4 separate regions of the Sus scrofa genome follow, and regions 1, 2 and 4 are each linked to region 3. The links are chromatin contacts, called in public Hi-C and HiChIP or PLAC-seq maps. All regions are on one chromosome and are shown on one strand. Each heading gives the region's core, a stretch centred on a gene start, on an enhancer-like site or on the middle of the called end of the contact. The rest is flanking DNA. Distances are from core to core; before and after follow the strand shown.

Region 1 (2,868 bases), core at 247-2,746, 64 kb before region 3:
CTAGACGCCCTTGTGTCATACAGGGCAATTGTATTAAAATATGGCTAAAACAAGTAACAGCTTAAAGATCAGAAAACAAGTAATGGAATTAAGTGGAAACTTACTGAAAGGTGAGAACAAATGGAAAAAGTTCCAAGTAGTCCTAAGAGATGATGCAAACCACCCTCTTTATATTTGAAGCAGAAAGAAGGGGTTTATCTAAGGTGATTAAATAGTAAAATAGGAACTGGGACCTAAACCTCCAGGTTTTCATTCTGGATCCTTTCCCTTGAAACAGCGCTAGATTTCCTCAACACTTTAGGAGCAGTAGTCGACTGCACTGCTGAATCCTGCATTGTAATACGGCCTGTTACCTAACTAGGCCCAGCAGTATCTGGCCTTGCTCTCTGCTGTTGATGCTCTGAAATCGAGGAGCTTTTCCCCTGGTTGGGAACCACTAATAGGTTCTTGGAAGGGTGAAATTAATGCCTTTCAAAGCCCAGCCTCTGTCAGCCCCAACTGATTACATGGGAGAGTGGTATTGCCAACTCCCTCCCGTGGGTGTGTCTGACCCACCTGCAGGTCCGAGGAGCTGCAGGTGTGACTGATGGGAATGAAGTGGCCAAGGCCCAGCGGGCAGCTCCTGGGGGAGCAGCCCCAACCATCTTCTCCCGGATCCTGGATCGAAGCCTCCCAGCTGACATTCTATATGAGGACCAGCAGGTGGGGTACCCTTAGGACCCATCCCCTTAAGAATTTCATAAATACCATCCAGTTTGTTGAACTAACATGGTGGCCTCTGGCATGTTCACTGCTCCCAGTGTCTTGTATTCCGTGATGTGGCCCCTCAGGCTCCTGTGCACTTCCTGGTCATTCCTAAGAAGCCCATTCCCCGGATTAGCCAGGCTGAAGAAGAAGACCAGCAGGTGGGAAGAACAGGGCCAGGGTTTGGCTGAGGGAAAGGTTTTGTTCCCTGTAAATGAAGCCACCTGTCTCCCTCCCCTTTCCCTGTAGCTTTTAGGACACCTTCTCCTTGTGGCAAAGAAGACAGCAAAGGCTGAAGGACTGGGAGATGGATACCGACTTGGTGAGTGACATTTGGCCCTTGAGCCCCTCACCATCAATTGATCTAACCTCTCAATATGATCTTCATTCTTTGACCATCTTAACCCCCTAACCCGACGCACCATTTCAGTGATCAACGATGGGAAGCTGGGTGCACAGTCTGTGTATCACCTGCACATTCATGTACTTGGGGGCAGACAGCTCCAGTGGCCTCCAGGTTGAACCTACCAAAGGACCAAGGACCCCAGACTTGGATGCTTGGACGGGGTAGGGAAATAACAGGACCCAATGATGCCAATAAACTTGTTCTCCCTCAATTCTGGATCCCTGTCTTAAATATATAAAGATTTATACCTCAAATAGAAAAGAAAACTGATTCAAGACTTTGATCCCCCTTGACTATGGTCTGAAACACTAAGGAAGCCCATGATGCAGTCAAAGGAGCACTTGCCTGTGTATCTATGAGTTCATGACTCATGGTCCACCTGGGTTAAACTTCTAGAAAAGCAGCAGTTCTAAGAATGTGCCTGAATAAGTAAAGCCAGTATCCCAAGACTTGCTCAATTCAGATACCAAGCCAAGTTATAAGGGGGTCTGGAAGGAGGAGGGTCAAGGTGAGGGCCTTTCATTGGAGAAGTTATCACACTCAAAACATCTGCTGCCCCATGTCTCACCATTCTGTTTAAGCTGTTGTCTGATGTATTTTCCACCTTAAAAATTTTAAAAAGATGCCCCACTTTTGAGAATGAAATTAGGGGAAGCTACCATTGTCCCTTGTAGAAACACATCAAGTAGGCTTTTGTCTGATTCCACAGCACTGTGCCTGTATTCAACACAAAGAACCACTTTAGAAAGCCTCCAAAAGTCCTGCGCGGGTATGAAGGGCGAGACCTTAGGCCGGCGAATCTTAGCAGCCAGGCCGGATGGAAAGCGCACTTCCCAGAGTGCACCAGATTCAAGACTTCCGCCCCGCAGAGAACTTGCCTCCACCCCCACCCCCACCCCCACCCCCACCCCCACCCCCGCCCTCCACGTCCGCCCAGCTCTAGTTCTGCGCAGTCTCCTGGAATGGTTTGCCGTCTCTATAGCAACGCAGTACCCAGTAGCGAGTGTCGCAAGATGGAAACCACTGACTCCACAGAGCTATCGCCATCGCGGTGAGATCTGCAGCTCTGGCTGCAGGCATAAGGGGACAAGGAAGGTCAGTGGACTTCCCCCGCTGCCCTTTTGACGACTTTGCCTTTTTCACTTTTTTTCAGCTCTTTAGACGAACAGCCTAGCTCCGAAGAACTAGGGACCACTTCAGATCCCTTGCCTTCTTTGGATGGCCGTCATAGGTCGGCTCTGGCAGCTGCAACTGCAGCAGCCTCAGCAGCTGCTGCAGCCACTGCAGCTGCCTCCACTGCCAAGGCAGCTGCATTATCTACACAGACCCCAGCGCCCTACTCAGAACGGAGCCTTCTCCTGGAGCCCTTCTCTGACAATCTTACTGCGGCGCACCACACCACCCCCAGATTTACCCACAAGATAGGCCATGGGAGACTTGGCTTTGAGCCTGTCCAGGTCTCCCATATTGCTCGAAATTCCTACACTGCAAATGATCCTATCTCTAGCCAAGGCCCTGTTCCTGGCTCCAGCTCTGACCCTGTTCCTGGCTCCAGCTCTGGCCCTGTTCCTGGCTCCAGCTCTAGTCCTGGTCCTGGCACCAGTTCTGGTCCTGGTGGTGGCTCTGGTCCAGGCCCTGGTGGTAGATCTGGTGAAGGCACTGGTCCCGGTCCTGCCTCTGATTCTAGGCATAGTCCAGGCTGTGGCCATGACCCTGGG
Region 2 (3,208 bases), core at 241-2,740, 83 kb before region 3:
CCCCAAGAAGGAAAACCTTGGAATCTCTGGCCTCAGGACTCTAAGCCACCTGCTGAGCCTCGAGCCCACAGTTACCACTCTTTCGACCCTCACCATTCCTCTCAGTTACATAAGACTTCTCTCCTTCCTATTTCTCTCTGCTTCTTCCCCAATGATCTAGGTGCCCAGGACCCACCTCTCCTGAATCCCTCTAGTCAGCCCCTCCCTGCCAAAACCCCATCCCTGCTTCAGTCTTTCCTGCTTCTGCACTCACCAGCCCCTGGGCCAAGGACAGACAACAGCAACAGCAGCAGTAAGGCTGATGGCAGCTGGAGCCCAGACCTGAGTCGAGGCTGGGAGAAGGGTAGGGTATGAGAGAGAGTGGTAGGTAGTGGGAGAGACTTTGGTAAACACAGAGATGAGGACAAAGACTGGGGTAAAGAGTTGGGCTGGGCTGGGCACTGGAGCTTGTATAAGGGTAAGCGATGTGGTGGAAGGAGGGGCTGTGATGGGGACTGGACCAAGGGCAGGGATTGGGCCCCCGCCTTCAGTAAATACTGAGAATGGGGTTGGGACAGGGGCTGGGCTGGGATTTGGGAAAGGAGGTGAAACAGGTGCAGGGGCTGGGACGGGAGCCAGGCCAGGGACTGGGATTGGGATTGGGACTGGGACTGGGACTGGGACTGGAGTGGGGGCCTGAGCTGGGACCCGGATCTGGGCATTCGCTGGGACCCAGGCCGGAGCTGGAACCGATTTGGGAAGTGGGGAGAGGGCGGGGTCGGGGGCCAAGGACCGGACCGGGATGGGACCAGGGGCCGGGACAAGGGCTGGGCCATGGCCCGGGGCGGGGGCGGGGCCGGACAGGCCAGCGCGGGCGCTCGCAGAGCTGACCCGCGGCTCCGCTCCCACCCCCGGAGGGATGGCCTGCGGCGTCCTCGCGGGCCCGGGGCCGGGGTCGGGCCGGCTGGGGCCGGGCCGGGGACCTGGGTAGGAGTTCAGGCCTGGGCGACTCCGGGCTGCGCTGGACCGGCGAAAACCAGGCCCCGCGGCGGCGGCCTCTGCCTGACGTCATATGACGCTCCGCCCCCCGGTTAGTTCTATTGGTCCTTCTTACTAAAGCCCGCCCCTGGCTCTACTCCATTGGTCTCTAACTTGTCCCTGCTGGGTTCGAACACAGACTCCGCCCCAGCCCCAGCTACCGGAGTCTCTTTCTCACCCCAACCGAAGAACCCAGAAGCCCCCATCGGATCTTCATAACCTCCACTGACCATCCTACAGACATCTCTAGGAACCCTCACAAACCCAGACACCCACGGACCTCCCCAGAGATATCTGCAGGCCCTCCCCAGAGACTCTCAAAAGATCCCGAAAAAACACTCACAGAGATCCCTCGAATCCCTCTTAAAAGAAGTGATCCCTCTAGGTTTCTCTCCTCTGGATCCAATGCAGTCCCCTCAGGAGACCTCGCCCACCCGTGAGGTGGCCAGACTGCTGTTGCCACGGAGACTACTGGGCGTTCCGGTTGCCACGGTGACGGATGCACTACTCCCCAGCCTGGGTTCCACAGGCTTCAGTCAAGACCCTCCCTCCTCTGGCCTGGACCCACCTCGACCCACCTCCTCCCACCCTTCAGAACTGGCCACAGCTCCTTTGCGAATTTCCGCAGGTGTCCAAGTTCCCTCCCAAAGTCGTAACTTGCAGGCAAGGCCTCTCACCACACAGCACCCGCAGCCAGGGCTCATCTACAATCAAGTGCCTCCTCTCCCTTGGGGCCAACATTTTCTTTTCCCAGCTTCAGACAAGATCCTGATCTAAGGATTTGTAACAGCTGAAACAAAGCCCAGAGGTATGTAGTCTCTCAAACGGCCCCTCCTCCAAACTCTCATTCCCTTCTAATACTGTCTGTCTCTTCCCACCTCAGTCCAACCCCCTCCCATTTCCTGTGTTTCATCCTTATCCCCCCCCCGCCCCCACGTTTCTCCACTCAGTTCCTTCCTCCCCTTCTTTTTCCTTCCCTCTCCTCCCATCCTTTGGTTCTTCACCCTCTGGCCCATTTTTCTCTTGCTAAATATCTGGCCATCTTCCTCCCCATCATCCTACCTCCTGACCCAAACTTCCCCTTTGGAAAGGCCTTGATGAGTTTAAGAAATAATAAATGTGGAGTTCCGTTGTAGCACAGCAGCAACATATCCAACTAGTATCCATGAGGATGCAGCTTCTGTAGCACAGCAGCAACAAATCCAACTAGTATCCATGGTGATGCGGCTTCGATCCCTGCCCTTGCTCAGTGGATCCGGGATCTGGCCTTGCAGTGAGCTGTGATGTAGGCCATAGACGAGTTTCGGATCTGGCATTGCTATGGCTGTAGCTCCTATTTGACCCCTAGGCTGGGAGCCTCCATATGCCACAGGTGCAGCCCTAAAATGCAAAAAGGAAAAGAAGGAAGGAAGGAAGGAGAAAGAAAGAAAGAAAAGAAAGAAAGAAAGGAAGGAAGGAAGGAAGAAAGAAAGAGAGAAAGAAAAAAATGTACTATTTCTGGAGCATGGGACAAAGTAGAGAGCAAGGGAAGTTAAGGCTAGAATCCTTGGGCAGTGTGGCAAATGATGACAGGCCTTGACTGTCAGGGCCAAGAAATTTGGACCTAATCCTTAGGCTGAGGCACTAAGTGTTTTTTAAGCAAGGGAATGCCATTGTTGGGTTTGTATTTTAGAAAAGTCTCTCCCAAGTCATTGAGGAGGACTGACCCCTTGCGGACATCCTCCCAAGATAAATGAGGCACACCCCACTCCCCACAGCATCCTGGGCGTACCCCAGCAAAACACCAACTCATTGGTAAGGTCATTTTGGTTAACTCGACTCCTATCCAGACTCTTTCAAATGAGTCCAGTGCCTGAGTAAAAATTTTAAGATTCAGCTCTTTGTAAAAGTGTAAGTTTCATAAGTCAATGAAAGAAAGAATGACTGAGTGGATTAATATGCTGGGAAAGGTATCAGAGAGGCAAAGTTATTACATAATTGAACTAGAAAATGATGAGAACTTGAACAAATTTGGAGAGAAAGGAAAGAATGGATTGGGGGGATATTCATTTATTTTATTTTATTTATTCTATTTTTTTTTTTTTAGGGCTGCACCTGTGGCATATGGCAGTTCCCAGGCTAGGGGTCAAATCGGAGCTGTAGCTGCTGGCCTCTGCCACAGCCCCAGCAACGCCAGATCCAAGCTGCATCT
Region 3 (3,215 bases), core at 33-2,532:
TGAGAAGGTCAACACAGGGAGATGGATGGCCTCCATTCCAGAGAATCCAGAACCCCAGAGAGAAACCATTAAATCCGGAAAAATATATTGGGAGTAAAAAGGAGAATGGGGGATGAGAGAAGAAAGGAGAGTAGAGGGTTATGTCACCCACACCTGTTAAATAGCCCTTTCCTGCAATGAGAGCACAATGAGCAACAAAGTGATGATGTAGCTATAGGCAGCTCAGCACTATAGATACCAGGCTTCCTCCCAGAAGGACCACCGTCTTCAGTATCAGCATCCCCACCTGGATGCAGACGTGGCCGTAGGCGGCAGGGGGTTGGTGACAGTCACCACACACTCCAGCGCTTCCCCCGCCAGAAACACAGGACCTCTGCTCAACTCTGCTACTACTTCAATCATGGCAGCTCCGGAATCGGATCTGGAAGGAAACAAGGGGTGTCAGAGGTCAGTACCACGGCAGGGAGGGGTGTCTCAGGCGAGCCCGGGGGTGAAGACCGAGGAAACGGGGCGTTCAGCACCACGGTGTCAGAGGTAAGCGCCCAGATTTGGGATGCGGGAAGGCGGAAGGGAGGTCCGGTGGCAGGTGTCTCGGCACTGCGGAGGGGGAGGGCGTCGCTCGGGGTCCCGGGCCCCCGCCCCTCTCAGCGCCCGGTCAGTCCCCCTACCCCGACAGAACCCCCAGGCCGCCTCCGCCCCTTTCCCTCGAGGTTCCAGGCCTCAGTCCAGGGCAAGGGCCGCCCGTCACCTCGCGCCCCTGGCCCGAACACCTTGCACGGTCGAAACCGGGGGCTTGGTGCACCGAGGCCCTCCGCCGCCCACCTCTCCTGGACCCGGCCAAGTGCTTGGCTGCGGCCGCAGCAGAGGCGGGACTTCCCTCGGTCCTCCTTCCCCCTCCCAGCCCCTTCCGACCGGAAGTGCCGGGCCGGCTGGGCCGGAAGGGGCTCGAGTGGTCCAGCCGCCGTGGGTCACCTTCCCACGGGCTGGCGCCCCGGCGCTGGCGCTGCCCGACACCGGCCGGCGGGACCCGGCGCCCACCCCTGGGGGGCCTGGTGCTGCAGCCCCGGGACGGGACCGAGGCTGCCGCGAGCTCCCAGGCGGGTCCCGGGGGCGGTGCCTGGCGGGCCGGTCCCCGGGACTCCTCCCCTCTCCGCGGGCAAAGTCGCCCTTTGGCCGGGCCAGCTAATCACCACGGCCCAATGACGTCGAGGCCCGATCCTTCCCGCCCAGGGCCCAGAGAGACGACCGAGGACGAGACCCTGGCGGCTTTATTGCTGTCGCCGCCGCCGCCGCTGCAGCCACAGCTCCCCGGCTCCACGGAGACACCAGCTCACCTCAGCTTTCCCCAGCGGGCAGCCCTCGGAGACGGCACCTAACAGCAGTCCGCGCCCGCGTCTGGGCTTGGCTGGCCAGATACTTTGTACCAGAAAGCTCGGGACCCGAGACTACCGAGGTCGTGGGGATCCAGGATCCAGGAAACATGGGAACCAGAGTCCCAGCCTCGGAGCCGACCAGCTGTGCCACAGGGGATCCGCAGACTTATTACCCTGAAGATATTGGAGGCACTGAGACTGCGCAGGTTACGGACTGCCAGAACCCTGAGGACAATCAACCCCAAAATGAGCCGAGCCACAGCAATCCAGAGGACTCTGGGCAGCTGATGGTTTCCTATGAGGGTAAAGCGGAGGGCTACCAGGTGCCTCCCTTTGGCTGGCGCATCTGCCTGGCTCATGAGTTTGCAGAGAAGAGAAAACCCTTTAATGCCAACGACATCTCCCTGAGCAACCTGATAAAGCATTTTGGGATGGGCTTGAGGTGAGTAGATCCCATTGCCTAAAATAACTTGTGCCTGGCTTTGTTCTAGCAGAGGCAGGAAAGTAAGGGGGGTGCTTTGTTCTAGTCTGGTGGCCCCATCCCCAACATATTCTAAACCACTGGTTCCGGCTGGTGAGATTAGGTCACATTTCTTTGCAACCCTCTTCCTTCCAGGAACTCATCTTTTTAGCAAAAAAAAAACAGGAGCATGTGGACCTTTTGGTCAGTCTTACCCATTTAGGCTGTCTCACAGACTCCCTCTTTTCCAAAGACTGCCCTTTGGGATTATACTTTGTGGCAAGATAGGAAAGAATATTCTAGGGGATATGGTACTGATACATTGTTGTGTCATGGGGGGGGGGCGTTCTCAGCCCCACATTCCCCTGAGCAGCTGGAATATTTATTGACCCTCATTTCGGCACAGCATTTTACAGCCCCAACGCCCATCAGCTTCTTTCCTCATCAGTTTTGGCTCCAAGGAGTGTGTGAGAGGCTGCTTGCTCTCAGCCCTAAAGAGAGGGCAGGCGATAAGAGATGTTCTAGAATAGACAGCCCCTGATATAAAAAGCAAAGAAGACCTTTGGCCAGGGAGGCACTGCCTTAGGTGTCCCCAGAGCTTAGTAATGATCTTCCAGAGCATTTCCTTATCTCTCCCCCACAAGTGGTGCAGACACTCCAAGAGCTTACCCTGAACTGTAGAACTCCTCCAGATCCCTCGATTCCCACTGGATTCAAAAAACTAGTGATGGAGCCAAGACCTATTAACAGGAACAAGTGGCCGTAGGACAGAAAGCATCATCCTGAGTCAGTCTACAGAGTAAACACAGAGCTGGGGAGGGAGGCTTAAAGTTTGGGAAATCCAGCCCTGGCAGCCTCAACGTAGGGCATCCTTCTTTTCTGCAGTCAGTGCTGTGGGGCTGGGGTAGAGAGCCCACGTACCTAACCCAAGCCCTAGGCAGTGGGAAGGGCCTGGCACTGCCCGCGTATCTGATGCCTTTGTCAGTTCCTCTAGGTGGCCTGTCCCAGAGAACAATAATCCCTCCAGGCTGCTTCTGAAACTGACCCAGCCCAGTTTTGACCCCAAGTGGCTTTGAGTCAAAATAGGGTCTACGACAGGGGTGCTGAGAGAAGCACACTGGGTTGCATGTGGTGGGGACATTGAGATCAAGAACCTGTAGGCATCCTAGCCCCCTAAGAATGACAGAGGCCCGAAGCTGTGCTCAGCCCCCTGGGCTTGGCTCCCCATGCCAGGACAGGGTGAAGATCGCTGACACAGGGGGCTTTGGAATGAGATGAGGTCCTGCCTTGAGAAAGCAGGGGTGAGACAAAGAGGAATTCAAAACAATAATTCTTAAGTTGGGTCTGAAATTAGGGAAAAGGCCAAATGGGTCAGGAAGGGC
Region 4 (3,107 bases), core at 183-2,682, 87 kb after region 3:
GTTTCTTCCAGACTATATTTGGGTCCAAGAATAGAATTTATTATCTGGAGTTCCCCTCGTGGCTCAGCCATTGGCAAATCTGACTAGGAACCATGAGGTTGCAGGTTCGATCCCTGGCCTCACTTAGTGGGTTAAGGATCCGGCATTGCCGTGAGCTGTGGTGTAGGTCGCAGACTCAGCTCAGATCTGGGGTTGCTGCGGTTCTGGTGTTGCTGCGGCTCTGGCGTAGGCTGAAGGCTACAGCTCCGATTAGACCCCTAGCCCAGGAACCTCCATATGCTGAGGGTGTGGCCCTGGAAAATACAAAAAAAAAAAAAAGAAAAAAAAAAGTATTATCTATCTATGTTGAATTTCATCATTATATTCAGTCCCTCATCCTAGCTTGTCCAGCCCTCATCCTAGCTTGTCCAGTCTTATTATGAATCATGGTTAGCTATCCTTCCTAGTTTCCTATCTCCAAATTGGCTCAGCCCTCTATTTCCCAATGCAATTAAGTGATACGGCTAAAGTCAGAGCCCTGGGAGGTACTACGTTCCATTTCAACAGTTTGAATCTACCAAAATGTACTATCAGTTCACATTTCAGAGCCTCCTTCCCAAGAACTTGAGACTGCTTGGTACCTCGAACTCTAAAAACACTTTGGCTAAGTAATCAGCTGCTCGTGCCAAGGTTGGAATCTTACCAGGAACCGCACTCACTGTAGTATGGACAGTCGCTGGGTTCAAGTCCCAGTTCCACCAGTTACTAGCTCTGGGTGACCTTGAGCAAGTGACTAACCCCTACATTGGATTGATGGGAGGATTAAATGGGATGGTCATTATTTATTTACAATTTATCAAGTGCCATTCACCTCGATAGCTACTCAAAATAATCTCATAAGGCTGGAAACCCAGAGGACTCAGGTCTTCACTTTACAGATGGACAGGAAAATGAGTCTTGTTCTTGGTACCATAGGGACCCAACGGGAGATTCAGAACCCGGGCATCCCCTCCCTCCTCTCGTCGTCCCGCACCTGCAAACACTTGTACAGCACAAAAGCCACGACGGCCGCGGTGTACAGCGCCCCCAAGGGCAACGCCCCGGCTCGAGCTGGGTCGCGCTGATCCTTGGGCGGCGGCGACCGCCGCCGGAGTTCTGTGGCCTCGGGGCCGACCTGGGCGGCGTCTCCTGAGGAGGGCAGAGGCGGGTCAGTAGAGCTGGGGGTTGGGGCCGGTAGGCAGTCCCTGCCTCCCTCTAACAGACCTCGGTGGTACCTGGGTGTGCCGGGCGGTCGGGGCTGGAGCGGTCTCCGAGGACCTCGGGCAGCGCAGACATAAGTAGCAGCCCCACCGCACCCGCTAGCGAGACCACGCTAGCCATTGCAGGCGGACTACAGGAGAACCTGGGAGGAGCCGGCGTTGGCCGCACGCGCCCATGCGCACGCGCACGCGCGCCCTGGAGCCCGTTCCGCTCCGGGCCTCCCTGGAAGGTCACGCCCACCTAGCGTATGGGCGGGGCCAGGATTTATTTGCATAGGACCGGGAGCCCAGCTTAGTTTATTTTAGAAATTAGTTCATTTCTTATCTCCATTTAGGGATTCGGTTAGCCAGAAAGTGTCCAGAAGCTTACAACCTTAGAAGAGTATGCGATAAAGTGGTTTCCCACACTAGTCCACATCCTCACCCTAATCATAAAATAAATTTTTTCTTCCAGCTATAAAAGGTTACAGGAGCCCACCCACCAGTGAAGCTCGTGCTGAAGGCCTGTTTCCTAGGCTACAAACGAGGGACTAGTTCCTTATTTACGCCTAGGGGAAAGTCCCCGGACCTAAGGCAGAGAGTGCCACGTGCGCCTGCACGTAGACTGTCCCTGCACCTCACGGTTAATCCGCTAAGAAGCGATTTCGCCGAGCGGCGTGTGGCAGGGATGTCATCCGTCAGCCGAAATAGTTACACAGGCAGTGCGCTTCCGCGCACCAACCACACGGGGCTCATTCTCAGCACGGCTGATTTTAATCCTTTCTGGAAGGTAACAAGGTGGTTATTTATTTATTTTTTTTAAAGAAAAAAAAATTATTGCTCAATGGATTTATTGCATTTATAGTTGTACAATGATCGTCACAATCCATTTTTATAGGATTTCCAGCCCACAACCCCAGCACATCCTCCACCCCCCGCAACTGTCTCCCTTGCAAACTCTTAAGTTTTTCAAAGGCTGTGAGTCAATATCTGTTCTGCACAGAAGTTCATTCTGTCCTTTTTTCAGATTCCACATGTCAGTGAAAGCATTTGATGTTGGTGTCTCAGTGTCTGACTGACTTCACTTAGCATGATCATTTCTAGGTCCATTCATGTTGCTAAAAATGCCAGTATTTCGTTCCTTTTAATGGCTGAGTAATATTCCATTGTGTATATGTACCCCATCTTCTTGATCCACTCCTCTGTCGATGGACATCTAGGTTGTTTCCATGTCTTTACAAATGGGAGAAAAATCTTTTTTTGCCTTTTTCTAGGGCCGCTTCCCGCGGCATATGTAGGTTCCCAGGCTAGGGGTCGAATTGGAGCTGTAGCCACCGGCCTACACCACAGCTCACAGCAATGCTGGATCCTTAACCCACTGAGCAAGGCCAGGGATCGAACCTGCAACCTCATGGTTCCTAGTCGGATTTAGTTAACCACTGCGCCACGATGGCAACTCCTAGTTTTGTTTTTACTGACATTACTCTAAGAGGTGGATCTGAGAAGATGTTGCAGAAATCAACGGCATCTTTATACACTAACAATGAAAGATCAGAAAGAAATTAGGGAAGCAATCCCATTTACCATTGCATCCAAAAGAATAAAATACCTAGGAGTAAACCTACCTAAAGAGACAAAATACCTGTATTCTGAAAACAATAAGACACTGATGAAAGAAATCAAATATGACACAAATAGATGGAAAGACATATCATGCTCTTGGATTGGAAGACTCAATGCTATCAAAATGACTATACTACCCAAGGCAATCTACAGATTCAATGCAATCCCTATCTAATTACCAAGGACGTTTTTCACAGAACTCGAACAAAATAGTTTAAAGTTTGTTTGGAAGCACAAAAGACCCAGAATAGCCAAAGATAGCCTGAG

The links. Hi-C and Micro-C count contacts between places; a contact is called where the count stands out from the background. HiChIP or PLAC-seq counts read pairs in DNA pulled down with a chosen protein or histone mark.
Region 1: a Hi-C map of liver shows a contact between it and region 3, with 4 times the contacts expected there. The contact joins the promoter of SPAG8 here to the promoter of GBA2 in region 3. A contact is called at or near these places in 2 of 5 promoter capture datasets (fetal liver and liver), 21 of 47 Hi-C or Micro-C datasets (alveolar macrophages, blood, brain and 10 more) and 2 of 2 datasets of contacts at active chromatin or transcription factors (alveolar macrophages and skeletal muscle).
Region 2: a contact with region 3 is called in an H3K27ac HiChIP or PLAC-seq map of alveolar macrophages. The contact joins the promoter of TMEM8B here to the promoter of GBA2 in region 3. A contact is called at or near these places in 2 of 5 promoter capture datasets (fetal skeletal muscle and liver), 13 of 47 Hi-C or Micro-C datasets (alveolar macrophages, blood, brain and 5 more) and 2 of 2 datasets of contacts at active chromatin or transcription factors (alveolar macrophages and skeletal muscle).
Region 4: a contact with region 3 is called in an H3K27ac HiChIP or PLAC-seq map of skeletal muscle. The contact joins the promoter of CCDC107 here to the promoter of GBA2 in region 3. A contact is called at or near these places in 1 of 5 promoter capture datasets (liver), 6 of 47 Hi-C or Micro-C datasets (heart right ventricle, liver, skeletal muscle and 1 more) and 2 of 2 datasets of contacts at active chromatin or transcription factors (alveolar macrophages and skeletal muscle).

The regions. Positions count from the first base shown.
Region 1 is chr1:236,530,809-236,533,676 of Sscrofa11.1, reverse strand. SPAG8 (sperm-associated antigen 8) reads left to right here and starts at 1,496. Exons shown (of 7, transcript XM_005660229.3): 1 at 1,496-2,201; 2 at 2,304-2,868. The coding sequence starts at 2,113. HINT2 (histidine triad nucleotide binding protein 2) reads left to right here. Exons shown (of 5, transcript NM_001244328.1): 2 at 562-702; 3 at 831-905; 4 at 994-1,066; 5 at 1,175-1,361. The coding sequence ends at 1,266.
Region 2 is chr1:236,549,041-236,552,248 of Sscrofa11.1, reverse strand. It overlaps TMEM8B (transmembrane protein 8B), which reads right to left and starts at 1,490. Exons shown (of 13, transcript XM_021065841.1): 1 at 1,361-1,490. FAM221B (protein FAM221B) reads left to right here and starts at 1,249. Exons shown (of 7, transcript XM_021065906.1): 1 at 1,249-1,825.
Region 3 is chr1:236,465,954-236,469,168 of Sscrofa11.1, reverse strand. It overlaps GBA2 (glucosylceramidase beta 2), which reads left to right and starts at 1,282. Exons shown (of 17, transcript NM_001258385.1): 1 at 1,282-1,815. The coding sequence starts at 1,481. RGP1 (RAB6A-GEF complex partner protein 2) reads right to left here and starts at 873. Exons shown (of 9, transcript XM_003480545.4): 1 at 749-873; 2 at 287-421. The coding sequence starts at 402.
Region 4 is chr1:236,378,897-236,382,003 of Sscrofa11.1, reverse strand. CCDC107 (coiled-coil domain-containing protein 107) reads right to left here and starts at 1,432. Exons shown (of 6, transcript XM_005660223.3): 1 at 1,254-1,432; 2 at 1,013-1,167. The coding sequence starts at 1,359. It overlaps LOC106509199 (a long non-coding RNA gene), which reads left to right. Exons shown (of 2, transcript XR_001306517.2): 2 at 1,693-1,994.